Linked DNA regions of Mus musculus: region 2 is linked to region 1. A link is a contact called in public capture Hi-C data. All regions are on one chromosome and are shown on one strand. The core of a region is the stretch at or near the end of the contact, and the rest is flanking DNA. Distances in the headings are between cores, read along the strand shown. Region 1 overlaps Fryl (FRY like transcription coactivator). Region 2 overlaps Fryl (FRY like transcription coactivator).

Region 1 (4,764 bases), core at 2,085-4,584:
TGAGAAATCTATTTTAAAGTAGTCATTCTTCAAAACCAGCACATTTGCAGCTGGTGGCTGTCTCTTCCGACCATCCTACTGAGAGTATATGGAAACACCTCTCCATCCCCTTGAGAGGATATGGAAACACCTCTCCATACCCTTGAGAGTATATGGAAGCACCTCTCCATCCCCCTGAGAGTATATGGAAACACTTCTCCATCCCCCTGAGAGGATATGGAAACACCTCTCCATCCTCCTGAGAGTATATAAACACACCTCTCCATCCCCCTGAGAGGATATGGAAACATCTCTCCATCCCCCTGAGAGGATATGGAAACACCTCTCCATCCCCCTGAGAGGATATGGATACACCTCTCCATCCCCCTGAGAGGATATGGAAACACCTCTCCATCCCCCTGAGAGGATATGGATACACCTCTCCATCCCCCTGAGAGGATATGGAAACACCTCTCCATCCCCCTGAGAGGATATGGAAACACCTCCCCATCCCCCTGAGAGGATGTAGAAACACCTTTCCATCCCCCCTGAGAGGATAAGGACACACCTCTATATCCCCCTGAGAGTATATGGAAACACCTCTCCATCCCCCTGAGAGGATATGGAAACACCTCTCCATCCCCCTGAGAGTATATGGAAACACCTCTCCATCCCCCTGAGAGTATATGGAAACACTTCTCCATCCCCCTGAGAGTATATGGAAACACCTCTCCATCCCCCTGAGAGGATATGGAAACACCTCTCCATCCCCCTGAGAGGATATGGAAACACCTCTCCATCCTCCTGAGAGGATATGGAAACACCTCTCCATCCCCCTGAGAGGATATGGAAACACCTCTCCATCCTCCTGAGAGTATATAAACACACCTCTCCATCCCCCTGAGAGGATATGGAAACATCTCTCCATCCCCCTGAGAGGATATGGAAACACCTCTCCATCCCCCTGAGAGGATATGGAAACACCTCTCCATCCCCCTGAGAGGATATGGAAACACTTCTCCATCCCCCTGAGAGGATATGGAAACACCTCTCCATCCTCCTGAGAGGATATGGAAACACCTCTCCATCCCCCTGAGAGTATATGGAAACACTTCTTGCCTGGGACACACCAAGCAGGGCTGAGGAAGGAACACTTTCTGGATGACAGTGAGGAGAAATGAGAATGCTTGTAGGAAGTTTTAGAAGGGCAGCCCTGCCCTGTGGCCTTCGTAGCCACTGGCCTATTAGGCTCTAGGAGACTAAGTGTGAATACAGGCAACCCATGGATGTACATATTCTTTATCTCGAGAGCTTATCAACAGAACTCTTTCTGGGAGGTCTGATCCATCCAAGAGAAAAGGCTTCACACACTGAGACAGACATCAAGGAGACTGTCACCCAACAAAGGACGCTGACAGTACTCTTCTATGCTCACAGAGCTTACTAACACTGGTCGCTACACTCTTCTAAAAGGCTCTAAAGAACCAAGCTCTTAAGGCAGTCTTAGCACAAAGTTGGAACCCACAGCCGCAGAAAGGGCATGGGGACTTCATAAATTATCAGCAAACAAAGTTCAACCCTCAAACATGACTAGTGGGATGTTAAAAAAAAAAATCAGCAAGCATTTTGGGATTAAGCACTTGTTTGCACATGTGAGAGAGCTAGACTGAGAAGAGATAGTTTTGGTGGGAAGTTGGTCCAAAAGGTAAAAGCCAGAAGAATATACAAAGAAAAACAAAATTATAAAAGACAAAAATGAATATTTCCAACGATGCAGTTGGTATTGACATAATGAGAATATGTAATCTATGCCGGGAGACCATGGGAGACCAAATATTACAGAATCAAATCTTTACTAACAACAGTCTAGACCAGTGTTTCTCAACCTGTGGAGTGCGACCCCCCCCCCCCACACACACAGGGTTGCCTACCAGCTATTTACCACAGGATTCCTAAGAGTAGCAAAATTACAGCTATGAAGCAGCAACAAAAATAATTTGTTACCACATGGGGCACTATATTAAAGGGTAGTGACATCAGGAAGGGTGAGACGTACTGGCCTAGCTATGCTGACACATCGTTATTCATCACTGGGAGCTGTCCACACAGAGAGCAACTGCTTCAACTCAGATCACCTGAGGGCATGTTGCTAGCTTGCCTCCATGACTCCGTACTACACACTCACAAAATCATAGCATCTTCCCATACTTCATCAAAACATCAGACTGTGTCTATTCATACCCAATGGTATCTGCATTCACTTTACTGTCCACAACGCACAATACAGATCCAAATAACTACGGCATGGGGTCACACGGGTAATTCCAGCAAGTTAGCATTTTTCTAAATTAAACAAGATGACTCTATTCATTAAAAACACATCTGTACTGGCTAGTTTTGTGTCAACTTGACACAGCTGGAGTTATCACAGAGAAAGGAGCTTCAGTTGAGGAGATGCCTCCATGAGATCCAACTGTAAGGCATTTCCTCAATTAGTGATCAAGGGGGAAAGGCCCCTTGTGGGTGGGACCATCTCTGGGCTGATAGTCTTGGGTTCTATAAGAGAGCAGGCTGAGCAAGCCAGAGGAGGCAAGCCAGTAAAGAACATCCCTCCATGGCCTCTGCATCAGCTCCTGCTTCCTGACCCGCTTGAGTTCCAGTCCTGGCTTCCTTGGTGATGAACAGCAGTATGGAAGTGTAAGCCGAATAAGCCCTTTCCTCCCCAACTTGTTTCTTGGTCATGATGTTTGTGCAGGAATAGAAACCCTGACTAAGACACACATCCAACAAAACAAAGAACAGAATTAAAAAAAAAAAAATCACTCTTTAGGAAATTATACTCCATTCCTGAAAAAGTACAAAACCACCATTCTTCTCTGTAATAGTACACTCACAGAAGATTTACCAAATTTCAGATCAATCGCCACACGTGCCCACTGTTCGATTTTTCTTCATTGGTAATAGGATTTAATGACAAGAACCCCCGTGGATAAGAGCATGAGGGCAGAGCCTCGCTTTCCCCAAAGCAGTGGGCGGGGCTCACCTGAGGTGACGGAAGGGATTTTACAGCTGGAAGTGATGCGGTAGTAGGGCGGGTTATCCATGTGCGTGACGCCGGAACTGACGGGGTCCGTGAGCTGCAGCTCGCTCACCAGCTCTTCCAGCAGCTGCATGGTTTTGTCTCGACCCAGGTAGACGATGACTTTCTTCACCTGCACAGGAGAAAAGGAGGAAGCCTGTGATCTCATGGCTTCTTCTGGAGGGGCGGACGTTTTAAATGTTTGGTTGTTTTGGGTCTGTGCATGCTTCGGTTGACTTAGGTGCATCACGTTCATACACTGCACCACCGGGAGGAGGCCGGAGAGCAAGCGCATGGTGGTCCCTTGGAATTGGAGTTACAGTTGGTTGTGTACTACACGTAGGGGCTGGGAATTGAACCTGGTCCTTGGCTTAGTGAACCACTGCTCTTAGTTGCTGAACCATCTCTCCAGTTCCCATCGAGACAGATTTGTTTTTTGTTTTTGTTTTTTAAATCAAAGTTAAGGTCTTTGTAGAAGAGTAGGGCAGGGAAGGGGGAGGGGAGCTTTCCTGTTAAAATTTCTTGGTTAATGGAGAAAGCTTTGGGCTGCCATGAGGGTAGGGGTGTCCTCTGATCAATATCCTCTCTCATCTTTTGCTCTCACCCCCGCCCCCTACCACTGAGTCTAACAGTGGCTGTGCAGTAGCCAGAGTGGCTCCACCTCCTGGGCCAGAGCATGCTATCTGTCTGTCCATCCATTACTTATGTCGCCTACGCCACACCACAGTCTGTTTGTGGGAGGGTCAGTCAGAAATTCCATGACAGCCTCCTGAAGGTCTGGCTTTCTGTGGGGTATGCTTTGGGGAGCTGCACACGCTGTGTGCACATCTGGATACTCACTTCAGCCCTCATGGCTGCTACTGTTCTGTTAACGTGGATGGATAATTTTTTTTGTATCAATTTTTTTTTCTTTTGGAGACAGGGTTTCTCTGTATAGCCCTGGCTGTCCTGGAACAAACTTTGTAGACCAGGCTGGCCTTGAACTCAGAAATCCACCTGCCTCTGCCTCTCGAATGCTGGGACTAAAGGCGTGCGCCACCATGCCCGGCAATTTTATTTTTCACTTCACATGTATGGGTTATGTTGCCTGCAAGCATGCCTGTGTACTGTGTGTGTGGCTGGTGCTGAAGAGGCAAGAAGAGTACACGGCATTCCCTGGAAATGGAGTTATAGACAGTCATGAGCCACCATGTGCATGCTGGAAACTGAACCCAGGTCCTTTCGAAGAGCAAACGGTGCTCTGAACCCATGAGTCATATTCTACAGTCTTAACTGGAGTTAATGGCTTTACTTTAATTAACCAAATGGATTTAATGTCTCATCCTTTTCCATCCCCCAGACTTCCCCTCCCTTTCTGAAGACACAGGCCCTGAGCTCTTATCAAGCTGCTGGCTACAGCCTGGGCAAACCTCAGTTGGTAGATTCTACATGACCATCACTCCTCTCTCAAACCCCAGCCTTTATCTGGGGGTTTCTCAGATAATTCTTCTCAGCATAGCTTTCCTTTGCAGCCCTTATCACAGCTGCACGCATTAAGTTGCTGATCACTCTAGGTGACATTTCAGAGAATGAATCCTGTGTTATCCATGAAGTGAAATGCCCGTGTTTATAGAGTGCCTGGCTTGGGACAGCACGCAGTGGCAGTGACAGAATGGGTCAATGGCTAAGTCCACACTAAGATCCTGGCTGTCCTCCCCCCATTCTCA
Region 2 (5,120 bases), core at 1,569-4,068, 110 kb after region 1:
ACAATGGCTATTTGGAGGACAACACGGTGTAGACAAAGGAGGAAGCAAAAACACCCTGTGACCCAAGCTCCAGAGGGCTTCCACGAAGCCGTACATCACTCTGGAACTATGTGTAAACAAAGAAGGAGGTACACAGTCCTAGAAAATGTGTTCTGATACAGTGCTCTAAGGATACATTCAAGGGATTCATCTACCTTCAAATCAAAAGCCCAAAGGTTTTTCAAATAACTTTTACCACCATTCATTGAGCAATGCATCATTTTTGCTAACTTTCTATAATCATGGAAACAAAGATCAGTAATATTCACACATCTAACGAGTACTTATTAAACAACTATTAGATTCTCAACTCCAGAACACACCCAAGAAGTAATGCCCTCTCTGTCCATCCTGTCCTCCCGCTCTCCTTTTTTGAAGTCAAGGTCTCACTTTGTGCTAAGTGTTCACACATCTCTTCTATCCTAAATGCTGATATTTGTTCTATTCAACCTATCACTGCCCCTGCTCGGAGTTGATTATAAAAAGTCAGTGTTGATCAATCTGCTGGTGAGTGCCTGAGGTCAAGCGACTAGAGGCTGAGGCAGGGGGATCCAACATTCAAGGCTTGCCTGAGCTACCCAGTGAGTTCAAGACTAGTCTAGACAATGTAGGAAGACTTGTCTCAAAATAAAAACCAGGGGGCAGAAAATACAGCTCAGTAGTAACATGTTTGCCTAGCTGTGGGTTCCAATACAATGCAACAGTAACAGCACACTGCACATTTCTGTCCTTCACCCAACACTTCCTCTTGACTCCAAACAGCATTAATAATAACAAAATGAAGGTTAATCCTATCAGTAGAAAAATAACCCAATCCTGGTGACCCACGGACTCAGTAGCTTTTATAAAGAAATGTGCAGAAACACACAGCCTGTACTTTAGAGTCACAGTGCTCTCTACATGGTGGCTATCCAAATCAAAAATGGTATGGTACATTCTCAACCAGTAAGCCACATTTTCTTCCCACTAACTCTTATGCCTAGAGATAGTTCACTAATAAATGTGACAGCAGGGACACTATGTTTTCTGTTGTTTCTTTTTGAGGTGTTTGGGATCAAACCCAAACTGGGCAAGAGTTCTACTACTGAACTGCACACTCCAGCCCTGGGATCAGTCTTGAGTCACATGATCAGGATGCTATCCAAGAAGGATGCTGAAGCATCTTGTGAATAGGAGATGACTGCATGTGCTTGATCGTTCTGATACCTACTAGACGTGACAAACAAGTGACATACTTCTTTAGCAATATCATAACATGACTCAGCTGTGCACAGGAGAGTCCTTTACAAGTAGGCTACCTGACCATTTAACTTAAAAGCTCTATTCAAGTAGGAATCAGAGGATAGGGGAGGGGGGTGGCGTTTGGGGGGAGGGGGGAGACCCACCGAGGTTTTATTTTAACTTCATTAACTTCAAATGTTTAAGTCATGTTTAATCCCCAGCTTTCTGACACAGTGCCAGGGCCCTGTCATTTAGGCTGGATTTGTGGGTTACACCACTGTCCTTCTTGCCTAAGACCAAAGCCTCATGCACTTGACTACCCTGCTCAGTTTCGGAGAGTACTCAGTGGTCAATCCCCAGTCCTTAACACTGCTCTGGCCTGTTTACCGCACGGTTTTGTTTTTCCTCTAGAAAAATCTACCTTCCTGGAGCCCAGCCAAAGTGTCCACCTCTGTTTATACCAAACCAACCCTCTTTCCACTCTCATCTTTTACCGTATTATGTAATGCGTAATTAATTATGTAATCATAACAAGAAGTTGACATTGGTATACACAGGCTTGGTTAAAACAACAGCCAGCTCAGTCTATTGGGAAGAGAAAGCTGGCAAGGAGAGTCACCAGCTGCTGGGGGCCGGAGAAGCGCTACCAGCAGGAGACACTGGTCAATACACCAGGCTACTCAAGAATGTCCATCAGGGTTTTCCAAGTATTAGTCCACATAACATTAAAGAAAGTTCAAAACTGGGAGGAAAAAAAAAAAAGTCTAAAAGCAGAGATGTTCTTCAAAGCATGACCTACGAACATGTTCGCTTCATGTGTACTTCTGTCCAGTCATAAGCATGGACAAATGATTCTACCATGACAGGTGGTATTTCAGACTGTTCTCTGTGGATCTTCTCACAGGAAGACAATCATGCGTTTACATCACAACCTTGTCTAATGTCCCCTAGGAATAAGAACTCTGTCAGTGAGCAGGTGAGATGGCTTAGTGGGCAAAGTACCAAGCCAGAAACCCACAAGATGGAACAGAGAACTGACTTCCACAAGTCGACCTCTGACCTTCATATGTGCACTCAGTCCACATGCATGCACACATACATGCGATAAGTAAATGTAATTTTTAATTTTTTTGTTTGTTTGTTTCTTGAGATAGGGTCTCTCTTTACATAGCGCTGGCTATCCTGGAACTCACTAAATAAACCAAGATGGCCTCAAACTCACAAAGATCCACCTGTCTCTGCCTCTCATGATAAAAAGATTTATAAAGGAATATGGTATAACATACCAGTTTTTTTTTCTACAAGAATAGATTCACATACACAGACACACACACACAGAGACACACACACACCCATTATTCTCATAGAATTTTTCCATACACTGAATTTCTCCTTTCAGTAAATAAAGAAAGTGTGCCGAGCATGGAGGCTCTCGCCTTTAATCCTAGCACTAAGGAGGTCAAGGCAGGAGGATTGCTGCCCCAAGCTCAAGGCAAAAGAGAACAATACAGGAAGCGCCAGCCAGCTAGTCCAGTGTATTACCTTATCTTAAAACAACGAGTATGTTTCAAAACTCCAACACCTCCTAGATAAACAGTTCCAGTTGTAATGTTCATAGCTTCTTGGTTACACTATTCCATGACAGGAGGGGTTGGGGGCGGGCTGGCAAGCCACCAGCTCACAGGGATTCTTGCATACTTATTCACTTGAACCTTCATTTCTGTTTCTAGCCTTATAGAAAATCCAACCAAGGATTTGCAGGTACAGCTGAGTCTCAGGAACCAGAAACATTTGAAGCATGCAGACCAACTATAACAGAAAACACAGTGTGGAATCAAAGAAGCCTTGATGCTAGACTCACTCTTTGTCAAGGTAATGGAACTGCGACAAAAGGAACAGAGATGAGACTGTGTGCCTGCCTTGCTGGGACTCAGTCTGCTCTCAGCTTGCACAGGTCTCGTGTACACTGCCGCAAAGGTTGTAAGTTCCTACGAACAGCTGCCCTGCTGTGTCCAGATGTTTCCTTGTGGTCGGTCAGTCATACCTTCTGGCTCTTAACTCTCTTCCCGCCCCTCTCTTCCAAGTGATCCCTTAACCTGGGGCGGATGTAGGGAGGTCATATATATTTCCTTTAGTGCTTAGCATGCTGTAGTCTCTTTCTCCTTAAACCGCTTTTCTCACATATCCTGTTATGACAGAAAATCTGACTAACCCATTAGGAGTGAAGTGGGGAGACAGTGGGGAGGGAGGACAAGAAGAGGGAGGGAGGGAGGAAACTGTCGTGTTTTTAATATTTATTTTATATGTATATGTGGGAGCCTGAATGCCTGAGTGTATAAACACCATGTGCGTGCCTGGTGCCCACAGAGGCCAGAAAGATTTCAGATCCCCCTGGGGCTAAAGTTGATGGCAGTTGTGAGCTGCCACATGGGTGCTGAGAACTGAACCAGGTCCTCTGGGAGAGGTGCAAGTGCTCTTAACTGCTGAGCCATCTCTCCAGCCCATATCATTATTTAAGGGTGGGGTGGTAGAGATGGCTCCCTGGGGAAAACCACCCCAAGCCAACCCGATGAGCTGAGCTAGAATCCCAGGTCCCATGGTGGGAGATGAGAACCAAGTCCCAAATTCTAGATTCTCATCTCCACGTGCAGGCTGTGGTATATACCCACATTCATTCTCTTCCCTCCCCCCAGCCCCCCTCTCTCTCACACACACACACAGAAACATACACACACTCACTCGAACAAACACACAAATAACTAAACTTAAGAAAAAAAGCAAAGCAAAACAAAACAAAACACAACACAAACCTGGGGTTGGAAAGATGACTCAGCAAATAAAGGCACTTACCACACAAGCCTGACAATTCAGGGCCATCCCTGAAACCCACATAAAGGTGAAAGGAGAAGAAACAGTCTACAAAGTGTCTTCTGACCTCCCTATGTGTGCTACACACACACACACACACACACACACACACACACACACAAATAAAAGCTGAAAAAGAAAGTCTTACTGGCATTGTCCTTAGTTAACATTAATTGCAAACCTCTGATCGGTACACTTTGTAGCATGTGAACGGTGGCTACAAAGTGTGGCCATATGGCAGGAGCAACCGCAGGTCAAGCTCAGAAATAAAGGGAACCATAGAAACGGGTGTGGCATGCTACAAGTCAATGCCAACTCCAATCAAGTCAGGTGTGGCTTGCAATAAGGAAAAACTTAAGTGTCTCAGGACTGAAAGCAAAAGAAGGAAAAGTGAATTTCGAACACCTGGCACAAACTGCATGCAGAGCCCACACACACTGCCGGACTCGAGGGTGTACTGGCTCAATCTCTGGGTTTAACTCAAGACAAAAGGTAGCACTCGGTGACTCTAGCCCTTCCTCGCCCTCTGGAATTGTGAGAAACATCAAAACAGCTAAGATCTGATACCAGGAAGTCGTGGACAGCAACATAGACCTGCAGATGCTGTGTGCAAAAGCCAGTCACCAAAGAGGAAGGATCTGTCTCTGATTGGAGACAGGACCTGGAGCAGCCCAGGTGTACCCTGAGCAGATTGCGGTATAGTATGCACTTCCAAGTCTCCCGCCTCTGGCTTCCACCCCTGCAGTGTCTAGGATTACAAACCTGTGAGTCTTAATCTGTATTTTCTTTATTTTAAAAAAGAAGAAAGAAAGAAAGAAAGAAAGAAAGAAAGAAAGAAAGAAAGAAAGAAAGAAAGAAAGAAAGAAAGAAAGAAAGAAAGAAAGAAAGAAGGAAAGAAGGAAGGAAGGAAGGAAGGAAGGAAAGAAAGAAAGAGAGAGAGAAAAGAAAACCCCACCTCCCCATTCTTTTACATAATTGGTGCATTTAAAACA

The links. Capture Hi-C pulls out chosen DNA fragments and counts their contacts.
Region 2: a capture Hi-C map of embryonic stem cells shows a contact between it and region 1, with 2.9 times the contacts expected there. The contact joins two enhancer-like sites. A contact is called at or near these places in 1 of 484 Hi-C or Micro-C datasets (the HL-1 cell line), 1 of 115 datasets of contacts at active chromatin or transcription factors (embryonic stem cells) and 4 of 9 other capture datasets (adipose tissue, embryonic stem cells, liver and 1 more).

The regions. Positions count from the first base shown.
Region 1 is chr5:73,077,942-73,082,705 of GRCm38.p6, forward strand. It overlaps Fryl (FRY like transcription coactivator), which reads right to left. Exons shown (of 63, transcript NM_028194.2): 36 at 3,023-3,191. Among named protein-coding and RNA genes, the nearest start is that of Slc10a4, 73 kb to the left of the region's middle. Within about 2 kb of position 3,335, at least 9 of the 459 cell types and tissues checked have an H3K27ac peak or open chromatin away from gene starts, as enhancers often do. A contact at or near this core is called in embryonic stem cells, where this site is marked.
Region 2 is chr5:73,185,558-73,190,677 of GRCm38.p6, forward strand. The region is part of intron 3 of Fryl (FRY like transcription coactivator); the gene reads right to left. Among named protein-coding and RNA genes, the nearest start is that of 1700071G01Rik, 31 kb to the left of the region's middle. Within about 2 kb of position 2,819, at least 19 of the 459 cell types and tissues checked have an H3K27ac peak or open chromatin away from gene starts, as enhancers often do. A contact at or near this core is called in embryonic stem cells, where this site is marked.